Linked DNA regions of Drosophila melanogaster: region 1 is linked to region 2. The links are chromatin contacts, called in public Hi-C maps. All regions are on one chromosome and are shown on one strand. Each heading gives the region's core, a stretch centred on a gene start, on an enhancer-like site or on the middle of the called end of the contact. The rest is flanking DNA. Distances are from core to core; before and after follow the strand shown.

Region 1 (2,700 bases), core at 151-2,650, 200 kb after region 2:
TCCTGCACATTGCACTCGCGATAGGGAAAGCCGCACTTTCGCAGCAGCAGGAGTAGCACCTGATCCAGGTCGCCGCCGCCATAGGACAGCCGCACCCTGGCATCCAGCTGCGAAATTCCGTCCTCGATGCAGGCTATGGAGGTCTTTTGGGCGCCAATGTCCACCACACAGCCGTACCCAATGCCGGCGCCAAAGGTGGAGGCGACGCTGTCCTGGACGAGGAAGCAGCGCCGAAAGCCCAAACGCCTCAGCAGCAGGGTCACGAACTCGCGCAGATGCCGCCGCACATAGACATCGTTGACCACCAAGACGGCGCAGTGGGTGCCCAGTTTACGCAGCGGGATCTTCAGACGCTCTTCCAGGGCGTACGACCAGATTCGTTCCAAGTGCTGCATGCTGGCCTGAAAAAAAAAAAACAGCTTCATCAGTTTAGTTTGGAAACTACGAGGAACAACGCAGCACACACTTGTAGCGAGCCGCCCTTCTCGTTGTGCACATTCAGCTCGCCCCTTTGAATGGGAAAATGGATGTCGTAGTTGCGGGCATCCACAGCACCGAGTCGCAGGATACGGTCGTCGAACAGCACGGGTGCCTCGCGATCCAGCCAGGGCTCGTCCGCCATCTGGCCACTGGGCGCCGGCACCTTCTCCGCCTGACTGCTCCGGTTGAAGTGGGCCAGTTGCTGCGGCGGAGTGGCCACCCGCAACCGGTTTTTGTTATCGACGACGCAGTGCTGCAGAATGCGCGACACCACCAGGCGCTGCTCCTCGAACTCCACCATCAGGCCGGAGTTTGAGTTGACGTTGTCCAGCGGCGGCAGCAGCGGATCATGATGCGGCCTATCGCTGGCCCCCGGACGCCTCCTGTAGGCCACCGCGTGCAGCAGGGTCAGCGGATTAAGGTCGGCCGCCCTGCCGATCCTCAAGTGCTGCGATCCAGGATGGATGACGATAATCTTTGGCGCCTCCAGTGGCTGCGCCTGCGGCTGGGGCAGCCCAATTGGCGGCGGCGCCGGATGCCGGCCACTGCTGGTGCTGCTGGCTCGGGATCGTCTGGACGAAGGGAGAGTAGCCAAGTTGCAAAATTAGTTGCTTCACATACCACTTACTTATTCACTTACTGCATCGTTTGCTTTCCGAAATCCGGATCCTTTGAAAATGCGGAAATCGGAGGCAACAACAAATGGCAACAAAGCCAATGTGACCGTGGTGCGCAAATGAGAACATTTATAAAACAGGAACACAGGAAAAACAGAAAGTTAAAGTAATAAAAAAATAGGGCTGATTTACAAAACTCATTTTTCATTAATTACTATTAATTCATTGTTGAAATTCAAAGCACTCATATATATAACATATAACAAATTCTTTGTTTAGTATATTGTGTGTGGATGGTGCCGACGTGAGTGCCGTCTGGTCACACTGTCAAGAACGTGGTTTTGTTTTTTAATCATCACCATTAAATTGAGCAGCCTTACTTTCCATTGTGAAATACGCCATTCCAGAGTGCCAACGAAAACGAGAGTGCCAGTCAAGCGATCATCGAATCCACTCAGCGCCACAATGTCGCACTTCACCTGCCTGAACTGCGATGCCCGCTTCGCCAGCGCGGATGTGCAGCGGAATCACTACAAGACCGACTGGCATCGCTACAATCTGAAGCGCAGGGTGGCCCAGCTGCCGCCCGTTACGGCCGAGGAGTTCCAGCAGCGCGTTCTTAGCGCCCGCAGCGCCACGGACGCGGCACTCGAGGAGCAGAACCTAAGTGTCTACTGCCACGCCTGCAGACGCCAATTCGCCAGCCAGAAGGCGCACGACAACCACCTGAACAGCCGCAAGCACAAGGAGCTGCTGGCCCGCTTCGAGCGCGAGCAGATGACAGCTAGCGGCGGCAGCGCCAGCACCGCCACATCCGTGTGCACGCGCAGCGTCGTGGAGCAGCGGCCCCATCCGGCCCTGGCCGCCGCAGCCGCTGGCAAGGGTCGACTGGCCTTCGCGGAGCGGGTGGTCAAGGCCAATAACGACGAGGAGATGGTCGACGAGGACGACGATGATTTCGAGGACATTGAAGAGGAGGAGGTAGGAAGCGCTATGCAGATAGAGCTCGCATTAGACTTTTCCTTGCTCATAGAAGGGTTACCTTGAGAATGATTTCCTTGGAGATTCTATGCCTGGTTAAGATATGCACCTTTACAACGTATACAGCTTCTTATAAAGAACAACTTGATTTTTTGCAGGTGGATTCCGATGAGTGGGACAAGATACCCGAGAATCCGCTGACCGAGCGCGACTGCCTGTTCTGCACACATGCCAGCGAGGATCTGGTGGAGAACCTAAAGCACATGTCCGTGGCGCACTCGTTCTTCATTCCGGACACCGAGTACTGCACGGACATCGAGGGCCTTCTGTACTACCTGGGCGAGAAGGTGGCCAACTACTTCATCTGCCTGTTCTGCAACGATCGCGGCAAGACCTTCTATTCCCTGGACGCCGTGCGCAAACACATGATCGACAAGGGCCACTGCCAGATGCTGCACGAGGGTGTGGCGCTGGCCGAGTATGCCGAATACTACGACTACAGCAGCAGTTATCCGGACAATGTGAGTATCACATAGCACAAGCAAACCTCCATTTATGCTGACTGAATCTTGGAAAACCTTTTAACCCGCACAGAATGAGGGCATGGACATTGACGAAGAGG
Region 2 (2,700 bases), core at 6-2,505:
TCCAGATAGATGCCGTCGTCCAGCATCTCCGAATGGGCGGCCGGTTTCTGCTCGGAGACCTGCTGCTGCAGATTGAAGATCTCGGAGAGCACCACGCGCACCTTGCGCGCCACATCCGCCCGCTCAAAGCCCAGTGCGATGCCCGACTGGAGGCCGTACTCGTGTTGCTGTCCCTCGAAGAAGGCCGACTTCTGGCGGGCCTGCAGCTCCTTCTTCAGCTCATTCTCCAGCTCATGGTAGTTGACTTGCAGGTAGGAGACGATGCTGTTCACCACCTCGATGCCGATGAGCACGGCCAGGATCTCTTTGCGCGACTCCATCGACGATTCGGTGTTGTCCAGTGGCGATAGCAGGCTCATCCGCACCAGCGAGGGCAGCACGGGCCGAATCTCCGCCTCCGGATAGCTGGCCAGCAGGGTGATGTCCAGATTCTGCATGGCGCAGAAAACGCGCGGCGATACATCGTACATCCTCACCGGCATTTTGTCCTCGTCGTCGTTGTCGTTGCGTTCCAACTTGTTGCACCCGGCAATGCTCGTGTGCTCGGTTGTCCCGCTCTATTGGCCTGGCCGGCGGGGTGTCCGTGCTGGAGATGCCGGCGCGGGTCTGCTTTAATCTCGGCGATCTGTAGTTGGGGCAGGGAATGCCGGAGAATCCGAGAATCCACTGCGATCCGCATCCAAAAAATCAACACACGTCAGTGTGGCCAGTTGGAGAGGCTGCAAATATACCAGCAATTACTACATTTTATTATTTTATTATTATAAAAATACTATACTGCTCTCATAGGTGAAGGTTAACAAAGAGATGCGCAGCTAAAGAAAAATATTAACAATTATTGCAAGAGGCTAACAACTATTAGTACTATTAAGTTAGTAAAATCTTTACTGTTATTATTAGCAATAAGGCTTATATTCTCCCAAAAAGCCAACATATTAAAAAAAGTTAAATATAAATAAGTTATGTTTGTATATAAGCATTTCTGTAACGAAAATCTTAGGAAAATAAGAACATTTTGGTTCTGATAAAAATTTAATTAATATTATTTAAATAGCTCGAAGTAATAGAGTACATGTGGCGTAAACAATTGTTTATGTAATATTAGGTTATACAAATATGAAGGAATATTTAAGTTAAATAATATATAAAAATCTTAAGTTCCACCGTTTTGGCTAATTTATAGCCAGATCATGTGGCACGGCCACACTGCGCAGTAGGCGTTTTTTAGCGCCTTCTCGCGCTGGTTCACTTCGTTCACTCGTTCGCAACGCGATGTTTTGAATACATACATTTTTTCCATTCTCGCCAAGTGAAGTTCATCCGCCAGACCGAAGATTTTTAGTTGAACGTGCTAAATCTATGAAATTAACTGTGTTTTATGAATCAATTAGGGCGAGCGGAGCTGCAAAATTATCGAGTAGGTAAGTGAAAGTCGCCGCAGTGCAGTAAAAACGGCGCGAAATTCGAAACGCAAGCGGTCGAACGGGGAAAATGTGAAATAGACCAACGCCCAAGTGAATAGGCCACGAAAAAGGAGCCACCAATAAAAGGCAGAAGTGGCAAAAGAGAGCAAAAAGTATCTAACGAATGTGTGAGCGACTCTTACTCTTGGTGTGCCTGTGTGTGTGTTTTTGGTTTGAGAATTAGAAGTGTGCTAAAATATGAAAAGCAAGTGATTTCTCGCATACATTTCTACGTACATAATAAAAACATCATCGATTAAAATTGCCTGCTAACTCATATATTTCGACGCTGTCGCCGTCGCTGCCGGCGTCGCTGTCTCTGCCACCGATGATGACATCATTCGGTTTTCGTTGAGAGCGCGTAGCGTGCGTGAGTGTGTGTGTATGTTTGTTCGAGTAATCGAATTGGACGAGTGTAGTTCGCATTTTTTTTTTTATTTTTTAAATTACTTGGTGTAAATGTGCCTGAATGGCAGGACCGAAACTCTAGAGCTGTGAATTAAACGCATGAATGACATGTTGCTGTGCAAGAAGAAGAAGCGCAAGCCTTAAGTAACGTTTGCGTCAGTTGTTCGTTCCGTTGGTGATAAAAAGCGAAGAACACGGCTATCGCCTAATCGGAGATATATATATATATATACATGTGTATCATACGTTGAGGTTCCGTGTGCTTGTGAGTTTTATGAAATACAAGCGGTGCGCTCTTTTTTCTTCCCCGTAGATACGCATACGCCTATGCACTTGGCTGAAATACAGTTACGTGCTCACCAACACATCGGCTAAAAATAACACACACTCCCCATTTCCCATTTCCCTTGCACCCCGCTCTTCTCACCCACCCGGCCCTCTGAGGTCACGAGTTGAAGTTTCATTTCGAAGTTACGAGTTAAAAGATATAAATATACTGAGCTGCACTTGCCCAATGTTTGTTTGCTTATGTGTTTGTTTGTGCTTCACCTTGTCGCTGATGTTGTTGCATTGTTGTTGTTTATGACAAATCACACACGTACAGTTGTAAACACAACACACACACCCGCACACAAACCTACAAACATACAGGCATTCAATCAATTGATCGCCGAAAACTCATTAACTTGCTCATAAATGGCAGGGAAAACTGGTTTTTCCTTAGCAAAGCCTCAGCTTTGGTGGTGGTTTCATTTCCAAGTTTCCAAAGTTGAACTCTTGGCCTGTTTAATTGAACTCGCAGTTGCACACACGCCCCGCTCTCTCTCTT

What was found. A called contact is a pair of places that touch in the nucleus more often than the background predicts.
Region 1: a contact with region 2 is called in a Hi-C map of the Kc167 cell line, with 2.4 times the contacts expected there. The contact joins the promoter of CG6769 here to the promoter of beta-Spec in region 2. A contact is called at or near these places in 13 of 107 Hi-C or Micro-C datasets (the D17-c3 cell line, the Kc167 cell line, the OSC cell line and 5 more) and 1 of 6 datasets of contacts at active chromatin or transcription factors (the Kc167 cell line).

What each region holds. Positions count from the first base shown.
Region 1 is chrX:17,859,602-17,862,301 of dm6, forward strand. CG6769 reads left to right here and starts at 1,401. Exons shown (of 3, transcript NM_001272734.1): 1 at 1,401-2,078; 2 at 2,237-2,599; 3 at 2,673-2,700. The coding sequence starts at 1,563. Arp8 (Actin-related protein 8) reads right to left here and starts at 1,199. Exons shown (of 3, transcript NM_133023.4): 1 at 1,121-1,199; 2 at 467-1,052; 3 at 1-401. The coding sequence starts at 1,125.
Region 2 is chrX:17,656,117-17,658,816 of dm6, forward strand. It overlaps beta-Spec (beta Spectrin), which reads left to right and starts at 1,256. Exons shown (of 7, transcript NM_078664.3): 1 at 1,256-1,421. IntS2 (Integrator 2) reads right to left here and starts at 702. Exons shown (of 3, transcript NM_133004.2): 1 at 1-702. The coding sequence starts at 482.